Linked DNA regions of Callithrix jacchus: region 2 is linked to region 1. Evidence: chromatin contacts called from public Hi-C data. All regions are on one chromosome and are shown on one strand. The core of a region is the stretch at or near the end of the contact, and the rest is flanking DNA. Distances in the headings are between cores, read along the strand shown. Region 1 holds the start of DYRK1A (dual specificity tyrosine phosphorylation regulated kinase 1A). Region 2 holds the start of LOC100895466.

What was found. A called contact is a pair of places that touch in the nucleus more often than the background predicts.
Region 2: a Hi-C map of skeletal muscle shows a contact between it and region 1, with 3 times the contacts expected there. The contact joins the promoter of LOC100895466 here to the promoter of DYRK1A in region 1. A contact is called at or near these places in 2 of 3 Hi-C or Micro-C datasets (both in skeletal muscle).

Annotation. Positions count from the first base shown.
Region 1 is chr21:43,335,741-43,342,590 of calJac240_pri, forward strand. DYRK1A (dual specificity tyrosine phosphorylation regulated kinase 1A) reads left to right here and starts at 3,915. Exons shown (of 12, transcript XM_035283101.3): 1 at 3,915-4,027.
Region 2 is chr21:43,517,583-43,524,432 of calJac240_pri, forward strand. It overlaps LOC100895466, which reads left to right and starts at 4,257. Exons shown (of 5, transcript XM_035282963.3): 1 at 4,257-4,326; 2 at 4,372-4,865; 3 at 5,626-5,723. The coding sequence starts at 4,257.

The sequences.
Region 1 (6,850 bases), core at 2,665-5,164:
GGGCAAAAAGACCAAAACTCCATCTCAAAAAAAAAAAAAAAAAAAAAAAAAGAAAGAAAGAGGAAGAAGGACAGTGAGAGCAAGAAAGGCTAGCCCCGCTTGGGAGATGGCTAGGAGAATGAAGACGGCTGCAGATACATTGACTGGGGTGATATCCGTGTATCAACCTAACAGCAGCCCACGGCCTTCCATTTTTGTTTTCTTTTTCTTCCTGTTTCATTTTGCAGTAAAATCTGAAAAGAAATCAATTAAAAAAAACAAAAACAAAAATAAAATAACCCAAAACACCTCTCTCTGCCTTCCCAAATAAACATCAGGTAGATATACACAAGTAGGGCACAAATACACAACAAACATATTTTTAAAGTCACAAATAAAAATAAGAGAGCATGGTAGGGTGTAGGAAAACTATCATCACATACTACGTTTAGGAGTGCAAATTGGTCGAATCGCTTCTGAGGAATATTTTGGTAACATGAATCAAAAGCTTTTTAAGAACGCGTATTTTTATCTGAAGGAAATAATTGGACAGGTGTATACAATGGATGTAGGCCGTGTTTATGCAATGTTATATGTCATAACAACAAAAAAGAAAGACTTCCTTAAAAAATAGAGGAACAGTTAAATTACGGCCTATTCAACTGATGGAACACTAGTAGCTGTTAAAATGATGATCTAAATTTCAGTCGATTAACATTAAAATGTGCTCATAGTATAATTGGAAGTAAAAATGGCACGAAACATATCTTCCATGTTGTATGTGGGTGAGTGTGCTCATGTCTCCCTAAGAAAGTCTGGAAGGACATATGCTAACATGAAAATACCAATATGTTTCCTTTTTCTGGGTGATATCTATGAGTAATCCTTACCTCTTTATTGTTTTCCACATTGTAAAATTGTCTGTAATGACCATACATGACTGTTATAGTTTGTTTTTGGACCTCAGGTGCAGAGAATTAAGAATTAACTTCTTGGCCAGGCAAGGTGGCTCACACCTGTAATCGCAGCACTTTGGGAGGCTGAGGTGGGCAGATCACTTGAGGTCAGGAGTTTGAGACCAGCCTGACCCACATGGTGAAACTTCGTCTCTACTAAAAAATACAAAAATTAGCCAGGTATGGTGGCAGGCACCTGCAGTCCCAGCTACTCAGGAGGCTGAGGCAGGAGAATTGCTTGATCCTGGGAGGCAGAGGTTGCAGTGAGCCGAGATCAAGCCCCCGCACTCCAGCCTGGGTGACAAGAGTGAGACTCTGTCTTAAAATACAAACAAACAATAAAGCTTGTACAAGGTGGGGAGACAAACCCCACCTGGGTAAAGTGAAGACCTTTACCCAGAAGTCTGTAAGAACACAGGGGTGTCACATGCCAGGCCACGCCACTGTCCAGGGACGAACTGCAAATTGTTCACCTTCTCACTTGATGTCAGGGGCAGCGATAAGAATACTGGTTAATTTGTGCGTTTGTCGTTGGAATATTTATTTGGGTTATAACTCTCAGTGAGATTACAACTACTGGACTTTTAGTCTTAGAATAGTGCATCACCAAGAGTGGCCACTAACGGATGTGACGCCAACCAGAAGAAACCACCATCTTGGCATCTGTGTGTTCGTTTCCTTCAGTGCCACTACAAAGTACCACCAACTTGGTGGCTTAAACAACAGAAGTGTAGTTCTGGAGGTCAGAAATCCAAAATCAAAGTGTCAGCAGGGTTTGTTCCCTCTGATGGCTGTGAGACAGAACCTGTTCCATGCTTCTTTGCCAGCTTCTGGTGGCCTTGGGTGCGCCTTGGTTTGCAGAAGGCCACCTTTCCCTGGTGTCTTCACATGGTTTTCTCTATGTACATGTTTGTCTTGGTCCAAACAAACTGCTTTTTATAAGAACAGCAGTCATTTTGGATTAGGGTTCACTCTAGAGACCCAACTCGATGATCTCTGTAGAGACTCTACCACCACATAATCTTGAATCATCTTGGTGTGGTGGAAAGAACACGGGCTTTGCAATCATACCCGAGTTTGAATCCTGGCTTCACCACTTACTGGTGAGCAGTAACTGCCTTGAGAAAGTCATGTTATTCTTCAGGACTTGTTTTCTCATCCACATAATGGGGATGCCATGTTGCTGTGAAGATGAGAGATACTCTAGAACGCGCTGGATAAGTGGAGGCTGTCACTACCTGTGAGCAGAGGGCCTTTGCTTTTCAAGGTGAACAGTCTATGAATAAATACATCTGTAAGCTACTCTAATGGAGAGATTCTTAGACGACAAGGATTTCATCTGTGAACCACGTCAGTTGGCATCTGTACCGGAGTCCTTCCTGCCTACATGTGATCACTTGTTTGGAGCCAGATGTAATTTACAGGTTACTTTTAGGTGAAGCCTGTATAAAACCATTTTACAGCATTCCAACCTGAATATGACATTCGTTGACCAATGTGTGCCATACTGGGAGCCGGGGGGTGGGGGGGGGAGGGAGGGGAAGGGTGCAGCCTTCTAGATATGATGACCAGCAATGACTTCTATTCCCACACGTTTATAATCTCAATTCTGCCTCACTCCGATAATCTTCTAGGTTGATCTGAACTGAAGACAAGGACATATATCTTGAGACACTATCATACAAGTTACTTCCATGACCGGTGATAAAAATTCGACTCAAATTTAACTTAGTATTAAAGGTTGCAAATACGTGCTGCGTTAGAAGCGAAACGTTGGTGAATGGGGTGGGGGACAGGAAGGAGAGACCCACCAGCAGAGAGGAAGGAGTTAGTTGTATAGGTGGAAGTTTGAGCTTGGGAGGAACCAGGTAGCGACCTCTCCTCTGAATAAGGGGCGCTCTGGGCCACTTCCTCTTTCTTCAGAACAATTAAGTTGACCGTGGACTTTAATCACATTAGCAGGACAATTTTGAAACAATAATCCGAAAGAACTTTTGCCAGTGACTGCAGCGTTTTGGTATCATGGAGATCAGACCGAAGCAAGCTATTTGCCTGATTACTTTTTGACCAATTTATTTTTGATTTAGTCAGGCTTCTTTCCAAGTCTGTGCTGATCCGAATGGTTACCTTAGTATATCAATGTCCTAGTAACCGTAGCAAGGACATTTTGTTGGAAGTCATTTAAAGGGGGTGTCTTTGAGTCATGTAGCATAGACAGTGGCATCTACTGAGTTTTTTACACTTAATATTGTTCATAAGATTTTATCTGTTGCTACCATATTTGTGAAGTTTATAAAAAATGGGCTATGAACACTATCACAAGGTGGCAAAATCAAGCTTAGAAATCAATCGATTAGTGACTGCTGTAAAATAGTATATACACACACACATAGTTTTTAGTTATACATTTATTAAATACCATTACATTACAAAACACAATTTTTAGCTGGTGGCTCTCTACTGATTACATAGCAGCCAGCACAGCATACTTGGGTTTTCAAGCCTCGGGAGCTCACCCAGCAATACGTAGCCAGGCAGAAGGGGTAGACAGAATAAAAATCAGCGAAAGCTAGGATATGAAGAGTTTTGATGGTTAAGGACAAGCGGGCAAATTAAGACTCGAAACCGAGAAGGTGTATGGAAAAGAAAACCACGGAAGTGGACAAGGACACAGTAACAGCACAAGGGGATTCATCTAAGGGGCATTCCGATGGAGCAGGCAGGCTGCACCCAGAAAGGTGGGGAGGGGTTGGAAGCAGATGGGCAGACACCAGCGAGCGTGCACAGCCTGAAAAAGTTTTCATGATGGCTCCAGCCTAATTTCCCAACGCTGGTCTCCGGCGCCACAAAACCCGAGCAGTCCGACCGGAGCCGGGTGCCAGCCGCAGGGCCGCCGTGGCTGGCGCAACGTCCGGAATTCCTGCGATGTCTGGGGCGCGGCGGCGGCGGCTCCTCCCCGCCCCCACCGCGGCCTCCGCCGGCTTTTTCCGGCGAGGGGACCCGCGAGCCCTTCGAAGAACCGGCTCCACGCGCGGACAGCCGCGGCCGGCGCGCTCCCCCGGGAGCGAGGCGAGCGCCGTGCCCGGACCGCGGTGAGAGCCCTCCAGGCACTGGCGAGCGGGGTGGGCTTCCCGGGTCCCCACCCAAAGGCCGCGGCTTCCCGACCCCTCCCCCGCCCGGGGCCGCCCGTCCCCCCCGCCCTGCACCGGCACAGGCGGGGCTGCGGGCGCCGGCGCGGAAGCGCGGAGCGCTGGGGCTGCGGAGGCGGCGGCGCGGGAGGCCGCGCGCGCTCCCCGGGCCGCAGTCGGCGCGGGCGCGGCGGACGCGGGGCGGGGCGAGGCGGCCGGCGCTCGCGCACAGGCCGGGCCGCCGCCTCGCCCCCCTGCCTCTGCCCCTTCCCTCCCTCGGCCCAGCCGTCCTCCTCCTTTCCCCTCCCCCGGGCGAATCACGCGCCCTCCTCTGACACTCGTAGCGGGCCCGAGCTCCGAATTTATCCTTCACGTGACCTGAGGGGGGTTGGGTGGTTGGCTGGGGACGGAGGGGGAGACGGAAAGGAGGGAACGGAATCTGCCGTTACCCGAGCAACAGGCCCCGCCTGCCGGCTCGGGGCCGGGGGGCGGGAGAAGGACGTCAGCACGTCAGCCGGGGTTTTGCGTTTTGATTGACAGTTGCTATAGCGACCGGGTCGGTCCGTCGCCATTTTGTTGGTTGGTTTTTTTTTAAACCCTTTCGCTTCCCGCCCGAATAATAATAAAAAGCCCCATTGGAGTGAGGCGGGGGTGGCGGCGGCAATCGCGGCGGGGGTATCCGGGGAGACTGCTGCCGTCGCTGCTGCTGATCGTGGCCCAGGTCGGGCTCAGGGAGCGGACACCCCGAGAGGGGGGTGCGGGCGCCGCCGCCGCCGCTTCTGCTGCTGCTGTTCCTGCTGCTGCTGTTGGTGCCGCTGCCGCCGCCGGCGAGCGGGCGGGACCGGTGTGAGTGCGAGTGTGTGTGCGAGGGAGCGTGTGCGAGAGCGAGTGTGCGCGCGGGTGTGCGGGTGTGTGCGAGTGTCTGTCTGTCTGTGCGGGGACTCGGGGGCGGGCGGTTCGGGCTCTCCTGGCGGAGGAGCCGCCGCCGCCGCCCGGGCCCCGGCGCTTCTCGCTGCGCAGGTTCGGAGCGCGCGCCATTTTGTGAGATTTACAAAATCCTCTTCGGGAAGAAGCCGCCTGCAGCAGCCGCCGTTCGGCGCCCGGCCTCGTCGCCGCCGCCCTCCACGCCGGGCCGGGCCGCGCGGCCCCGCCGCCGGGACTCGGGGCCCGGGGACTGCGGTATTTGCCGGGGAGGGGGCTGTCGCCTCCCCGGCCCCGGGCGCCGTTGGAACCGCGAGCCGAGGAGAGACTGAGCAGGCTGCGGCGCGGCCAGAAGCCGGAGCGCCGGGGGCGGAGAGAGGCGGCCGGGGCGGCGCTGGCTGCGGAGGCCGCGGCGGGAGCGGGAGCGCGGCGCGGGAGCCCGAGGCTGAGACTCACCGGAGGAAGCGGCGCGAGCGCCCCGCCATCGTCCCGGTGAGTGTCCGGCCCGGCCGCGGCCCCGCCCGGCCCGGCGCGCGGCTCCTCCGGCGGCCCGCAGCCGGGTCCGCGCCGAGGCCGGCCGGGCGGAGGGAGGGACCTGCCATTTTAGGAGGAGGCGCCGCGGGCCCGGGGCTGGCTGCCGAGGGAGGGAGCCCCAGGCCCGGTCCCGGAGGAGCGGCGGGCGAGAGCGGAGGGAAAGTTGCGGAGGGTGGGAGCGGGGGCCGCGGCCTCCGGGGAGCCGGGGCTTGGGGGGCCGCAGACAGCGCCAGACCTTCTCTGGCCGCCCCAGCGAAGGGGTGGAGGTTGTCTTCCTCCTCCTCCTCCTCTTCCTCCTCATCCTCTTCCCCCAGCTCCTCCCTCGTCCCTCCTCTCGGTCCCCACCAGTGTGGGAACCGCCGGGGTGCTTCGCAAGGACAATGCACGGGTTAAGAAAATGGGGCCGGCTGCTGGGTGGGCGAGGACAGCGGGGCCGGGCCGGGCCGGGCCGGGCGCCGGCGAAGGTCGGGAGCCGCTGCCTCGGCGGCCCTGGGGGTCCGCGCCGCAGCGAGGGGCACTCGCTGGCCTCCGAAGTTGGGCGGGGAGCGCGAGTGTCCCCGGCGGCTCGGGGTGGAGGAGGGATGACCTGCCCTGCAGCCGGGGGAGTTGGTGGCTGAGGAGAGGTGAATTAGGATGGATACCTGTGCATCACCACAAAACTTCACGAGTCTATTTATAGGCACAAACCCACTCTCGCTTCGGAGCCACCAAAGCTGCTGAGTAGCTCGGCACTTGGCGAAAGGCTCCTCCCTAATCTGAAATAGTTAAAAATGGTAAAATTAGTGAGTCAGTGACTCCGGCTTTTTGCTTGTGCCTTTCGCCCAACCCTAGGTGACACGAATCCTGTAATCTAGGCGCAGCGCATGAATGCCATTACCATTTGGTTCTTGAATTCCACCCAAATTGTCAGAAAATACACCTTAGAACATTGTTTTCACACCCAGTTGAAGATTGGGACGAAGAGTGCCAGATGCTGTTGTCAGGGTTTTCAGTGGATTGACGAGCTTGCCCAACCAGTAGGAACTGTTCCCATTTTACAGATGAGGAGACTAAGCCTAGAGAAGGGCACTGACTGGTCTAAGGTCATACAGCTGGGAATCCAGGAGCCAGGAAGCTGTAGCCAGTCTGGACTTGTAAACCACTAGGGTGTAACTCATTATTAGAAATACTGGCAAATTTTGAAGTGATTCGTGTGTAATGACTCAGGATTGTAACCTAGAGATTGTATCCCCTACGGTTTTTATCATGGAAAAGTAAGGTAATGGTAGTGAGTCCTCTCACTGAAACTTTTCAGTCCTTTTCTCTCCCCCAAAAAACAATGCAGTCAATTTT
Region 2 (6,850 bases), core at 3,007-5,506, 180 kb after region 1:
AGTGGTGTCATTTTGGCTCACTGCAACCTTGGCCTCCCGGGTTCCAGCAATTCTCCTGCCTCAGTCTCCCCAGTAGCTGGGATTACAGGCATGTGCCACCATGCCGAGCTAATTTTTGTATGTTTTAAAGTAGAGATGGAATTTCACTATGTTGGCTAGGCTGGCCTAAAACTCCCAACCTCAAGTGATCCACCTGTCTTGGCCTCCCAAAGTGCTGGGATTACACAGGCGTGAGCCACCGTGCCCAGCCTGGCATAACGGTCTTTTTCTCAAACAAAAATCTGTTTTCTCAGAGAGACTGGTGCTAGCAGAATAAACAATTATTTTCAACTCCATCCCGCTTGCTTTTCACTGTCTACCCATGTACTATATACAACTTTGTCATGAGCCTTTAGTGTCTTATCTCCACCCCTCCCATTATTTTCATTTTATATGACCTTATCTTTTTTCTTTGCTTATTACTAGAAAAATAGCTTTCAAAATGAAGAATAGTATTTTTTTCTTCAAAGGATACATCCAGAAGCAGTTGCATTTCCCGAAAGTCCTTCTATGTTTTGTTTTAACCACTTGAAAAAAAATGTAAGGTGTTTGGGACAGATTTTCGTGTAACCAAAAGGCTGATGTTAGGATGATGGCCAAACTGTAACCACTCCATCACCCCCTTGGCTTGTTGCTCTTGTTTTTAAAAACCATTCTTTTGAAAACAAATACTTTTAGGCAACCTAATTACAATATGATATGTAATATTTGGACCAGTTGACCAAAATCAACATTAAATCCAAATCTCAGATTATTCAGGCAAAAAGGAGACCTAATACGTTATATTACATGTAGATTTCAAAGTTCTGACACTATTAAAATGGTCAGAAGATTGTAGGGGTTGCCTACAGGCCACACAGCCCCTCTGTGAGGATACATTACAAGTACCACTGAAGATGTCAAAAAAAGTTTTGACCTTTCTGATGCAGGGGCTGCTTGGACATTGTGAGGCCTCACTGGCTCATCTCATCCCACGTGCACAGAGTCCACTGCTGTCTGGCGCTTGGGAAGCCTCATCCTCATCAGTGGCCTGAGTGTCCCTGTGCCATGGAAGGTGTCCATACGTGCTTTCCCTTCTAGGCCATCAGGTACAGTGGTGCGTGCTGTGCACTGAGCAACTCCAGGGGCACCATCCTAGGTCAGTTTCTCCAGCAATGTGGGCCTTTCCTAGTTCATGCAGAGGTACAAGCTGCCTAGAGGGAAAAGAACATTGTTTTTGTGATCAGTGAATTGGGGTGTAATCCTGCAGCTTCCGTTCTATGACCCTGTGTGGATTGTTTGCTAGGGCGGCTGTAAAACACAACAGCCTGGGAAACAACAAGAAAGTATTTTTTCAGAGCTCTGGAGGCTAGACGTCTGAGATCAAGGTGTCGGCAGAGTTGGTTTTTCCTAAGGACTCTCTTCCTTGAAGATGGCTATCTTCTCTCTGGCTCCTCACATGGTCTTCCCTGTGTGTGTCTGTGTCCTAATCTCTTCTTATGACACTAGTCATATTGGACTAGGGCGGAACTTTATGACCTAATTTAACCTCATTTATTTCACTCTTATTTGTTAAGAGTCAGTCTTGCTCTGACGTCCAGGCTGGAGTGTAGCAGCTCACTGCAGCCTTAAACTACTGGGCTCAAGTGAGCCTCCTGCCTCAGCCTCCCAAGTAGCTGGGACTAAAGGGTGTGCAATGCCACGGCCAACTTCACTTATCTTTTTAAAGACCCTATCTGCAAATACAGTCACATTATCAGGTACTGGGGGTTAGGCCTTAAACATATAAATTTTTGGAGGAATATTTCAGCCAATAACACTGTGCCTCAGGGCGCTAATCCTTAACCTAGGGAATATAATGATAGTCTTAGAGAAAATCATGTGAAAGTGATTTGTCGACTGCAACGTGCTACACAAATATTGTGTGGTTACTTCCTGTGTCCTGACAACTTGTGCCTGGATCCCTGATTGTTTAGATCTGGTAGAAATACCAGGTGAAGTCAGCCTCTTAAAGGTGGGAACAGTGGATAACAAGTGCAGAGACTGGGGCATGAGGTGGTGGCATGCTCTCCTTGCATTAAGGCCCTCTCTCCCCTGCTGTACCCGCTGTTGGTTCTGATATTCTGACTCATGGACAGTGAGCCCTACTATGTGTCATCCCCTTGGGGCTGAGGGCAAGAGGGAAAGGGAACAAAGGCCCTCCAGGAGTTCTGGTGTACAGACCCTATATATAGCTGGAAATGATGGCCACGATTCCTCAGATGCCTGCCGGCTCTTTCTTTCACATCTTTATTGGGGGACCAATAAGGTCACTTGCTGTAGGGAGAGAGTGATTTACTCCGCCTTCCCTGGATCACATCAGGTTGATTCTGATCAGGTATCTATGTACTGTTACTCCCTGAGCAAGAAGAACTAAGAGTGGTGGGGACCCAAGATGGATTTAATTTCCTTTGGCCCACAAATTCCATTTTCATAACATTTCTCAAAACTTAATGGGGGGCTTTTGCTTTCTGAATCTGCCCTTTTTTCTAGAAGGGTGAGGAAGGAAAGTCAGATCTCATTCTCAGACGTTTAATGACTGCTGCCCTCCTGCAGTGTCCATGCTCCCACCCAGCGGCTTTCCTTTGAAATCAGTGAGAGTCTGCAAAGATGAAGAGATACAAGCAGGTCCAAATAGAAGCGGCTTTCCCATATTAATAATAATGTTGAACAATAGTGTCACTTTGGGTGCTTCCTCTATTCTTTGGAGCCACAGATAGCGGATTTATTGACTTGTTTTCCTTTGACTTATGGCTCTTTCTCGTTATTTTCTGTGTGGTTTTGCTTTACTTCCTGGAAAGGGGAACAAATGGTTCTGGTGAGTCCTGGGAGAGGCCTAGTTTTGAAATGTCAATCTCTTGATGACAAGGCTGCTCAGAGGGAAGTGTTGCCAGAAGAGCATGTTGGGGTTCCTTGCTCATATCCCTGTGAATGTGGCCCCATGTGGCTGTGGACATTCGGTGGGCTCATGCCGTCCTTGGGACAGAACCCCAGAAGGTGCAGAAAATCAACCTTCTAAGGCTTGGGGACTGCTGAACTGGACAAATCAGGTTTTAGAGCTTCCTTAGTGACATACACCAAGTGGATCCAGTGGCCCCTCTTAGAGTCTCTCCAGAAGGATGGGGCCCCTTCTTTCCTTTTTCGAATCTCCACTTCCCTCTCTTTAGGGCCCAGTGCTTTAGCTGCCTTCCTCTCCCATTGGAAATGCAGAGGTTAAGTGCATTTCACCTATCACTGAATACAAAGAAGATTCTGAATCTCAGAGAACTGCTAAAAGTGGAATTTCAAGCATTTCCAGGGAGGGTTTAAATGGTAGGAAGGGTGGACTGGCCATTAGTTTGCCCCTCCTAAGACAGCATTTATTTCTTGCTGTTGGGTCTGAGAGAAGAGTCATTCATTCGACATGAATAAATAATAGTTGGGGCAATTTTGGTATCTCCTCAGCTGGCTCCGATAGGTGTATGTGAGGGAGCCCATTTTTCACTCCTGGTAAGCTCTGTGCTTAAGTGGCCTCCTGGCAGCCAGAGTAGCCTCATTACAGCTGAGATCTCTGGTAGGCCGCCTCCTTCCTCTGAGCCCAGGGCAGTGCCAGGAATGGGGACTCTGGCAGGCAATGGTGGCAGGGTGTCTTGTCCTGAAGACACGAGGTTGGGTTCGGCAGCTGGGTCCTCCGGGACGCGGCCCAGTGCACAGAACTTAACTGAGCCCTTCCCCTCACACCCCAAGTGTGGCCCAAGGCCAGTCACTCAGAAGTAGCAAGTAGCGTGTCCTGGTGGGAAAAGCCTGGCTTTGTGCAGCATCGGGCAAGGTTTTCAACACCATCTGGGCCTATTTCCTCATCTCTAAGGCGGGGGCCAGGAAGCCCGCCCCGCAGGGTAGTTGCAGGAAGGAGAGATGCATCTGGGAGCAGCTGGCGCGTTCCTGGCATGCGCTGCTCTCATCACATTTCCCCAGATTTCCGGCTGGAACGTACTCTCGGGTTTCGAGGTTTCCTGGGAGGACGACGTGGAGAGTGGAGGCAAAGATGCTGAAAAGCCGGGAAATGAAGGCTCGGAAGCTCCGATAGGCACAGCCTGAGAACGCAGCCCCCCTCGGGGCCACGGCGAGACGAATCCGGACACCTGCAGGCTGCCTGCGACTGGAGAAGCCAGCCGCCGGTCTGGGCAGCTCCCGCGAGAAGACCCCCGTCGCTAGGGATCATGGGGACGGCAAACGCGTTTGAGGAGCCCTCAGTCCGAGGCGGAAGAGGGGTCAGCCACGTGACCGTGCGTCTGCGGCGCGTATTGGCTGTGAGCTCACTGGCCACGCCCTAAGCGCCGGGCCCAGGCTCCAGGGGGCGGTGCTGCAGCGGTTGCCATGGCGTCTTCCGAGCGCGCAGGCGTGGGCATAGGGTCGCTTTTTTGGTGCTTGCTACTGGCTCTCCGGTTGGCGGGTCACCTTTGCTTGCCGATCTTCGCGTCCTGAGTCCTTTGGTCTCCAGCAACTTGCAGGGCAGCCGTCCCGCATGGGGCCCTTCAGTGAATGCCCTAAAACTCCGGAGTTGCTGCAGGAAAGCAGGCTCGCCCGGAGCGGGGCACGTCCCTGCCGCCCGTGTCGTCGTGGTGCCTTCAGGGGACCCTTCTGGGAAGATCCTTGCAGAGGCCATGTCCCCTCTCCACGGCATCCAAGCCCAGTCCCAACTTGCTTTTCACGCCTGTCCCTCTGGGGAATGTCTACTGGACCTCAGGACAGCCCATCACCCGCCCCCTCCCTCCCCGTGCATCCCCAAGGTGGATATGCAGCAAAGCCTCTGTGACTCACAGTTGCGGGTTAGTTATCTCCTTCCTGGCAGAAGGTGGCAGGCTGATGCTGGCCTCATTCCTGTGTGTCTGACAAGTCACAAATGTGAATTCAGATCGTCACAGCTGAGTCATGCTCAGGATTTCCTTGAGCCTTGCTGGGGTGTCCAGCTGAGCTCCCTTCCCCACAGCCTCCTCCAGCTCTGCAGCACCAGGCACCAGTGTGACTCATGGAGGCCTGTGGAAGTCGGGGCTGCTCAGTGAGGCTGAGTCTAGAAGCGGGAGAAAGAGGGAGCCCATCAACAATTAAAGTGCAAACGCCGCAGCTGCCACCACTGAGCATCTCCAGTTAGGAATTGGTTTGTTAAGTTCATTACCCTTTGAGATGAGTTTTATCTCTGTTTCACTCAAGAGGATTCTGAGGCTCAGGAGGTTGTGAATGACTCGGGGCAGTACAGTTGGTAGGTGGCAGAGTTGGAATTTGAATCCAGGTCGATTTAACTCAGGAGTTCAGGCTTTTTCCCAGCCCAACCTTTCCACTCGACCCCAATTAGCACAGTCAGATGCTGGGTGCCAGAGCTCTTTTTTTGCCTGCGGGAGTCCAGGAGCTGGCTCCTAATGACTCCATTTGAAATGGTCTTTTAGGCAAAGGAGACTAGATAAATGTGGGGGAGAGGGAAAGAATTTCTGGCAAAGGGAACAGTACGCGCTACAGAAGAGCAAGGCTTATTATTCCCGTGCACTTCCAAACCCAGGCGTGGTGTTCTTCCTGCGCCTTTTACATCCGCAGCCACTGCTTGGCGTCACCTGGTTGTCCTGTGGGCACCTGAAGCTCAGCTTTTCCCAGGCTGAACACTTGTCTTTCGCTGCCGCATCTGCCTGCCCTGAGTGAGTATTCTTCCATCATGATATTCTTGCAGGGACTCCGGCGTTGAAGACCAGGTTGTCTCTTGTTAACTTAAAAATCACACAATCTACAAACTTGGGCAAGGAGACTTACTTTCTTTTTTGTTTTGTTTTTCTTTCTTTCTTTTCTTTTTTTCTTTTGAGATGGAGTTTTGCTCTTGTTACCCAGGCCGGAGTGCAATGGCGCGATCTCGGCTCACCGCAACCTCCGCCTCCTGGGTTCAGGCAATTCTCCTGCCTCAGCCTCCCGAGTAGCTGGGACTTCAGGCGTGTGCCACCATGCCCAGCTAATTTTTGTATTTTTAGTAGAGACGGGGTTTCACCATGTTGATCAGGATGGTCTCGATCTCTTGACCTTGTGATCCACCCACCTCAGCCTCCCAAAGTGCTGGGATTATAGACGTGAGTCACCGCACCTGGCCTTTCTTTCTTTCTTTTTTAGACAAAGTCTCTCTCTTTCACCCACGCTGGAGTGGGGTGGCGCGATCTTGGCTCACTGAAACCTCTGCCTCCTGATACAAGGGATTCTTATGCCACAGCCTCCCAAGTAGCTAGGATTACAGGAGCCCACCACCATGCCCGGCTGATTTTTGTATTTTAGTAGAGATGGGGTTTCACTTTTTCTCTTTATAATAGAGACAGTGTTACTGGTGGAGGGTATTAAGGTTCTTATCTTGTACAAAGAATTGGGTAAAATGCACAAATACAGCAAGGAAAGAACTAAGCAACAAAAGCAGAGATTTATTGAAAATGAAAGTACACTCCACAGGGTGGGATTGGACCTTTGTACAGGGGCTCAGGAGCCTGGTTACAGAATTTTCTGGGGTTTCAATACCCTCTAGAGGTTTCCCATTGCCCACCTTCTTTATACCCCATGTAAATGGAGTAGTGGCTTGCAATCTGTGTGATTGATTGTAGAAAGCAACCAACCAGGGGATGAAGTGAGGTTACAAAGGTTATACCCTATGCAAACATCTGATTGGTTGTGGAAAGCAACCAATCAGAGGCTAAAGTGAAGTTCCGAAGTTACACTTCTGTGCAAACAAAGAGCCTGCAATCAATCTGATAGGTTGCGGAAAGTGGGAATGGGGGTAGAGTTTGCAAAGGGA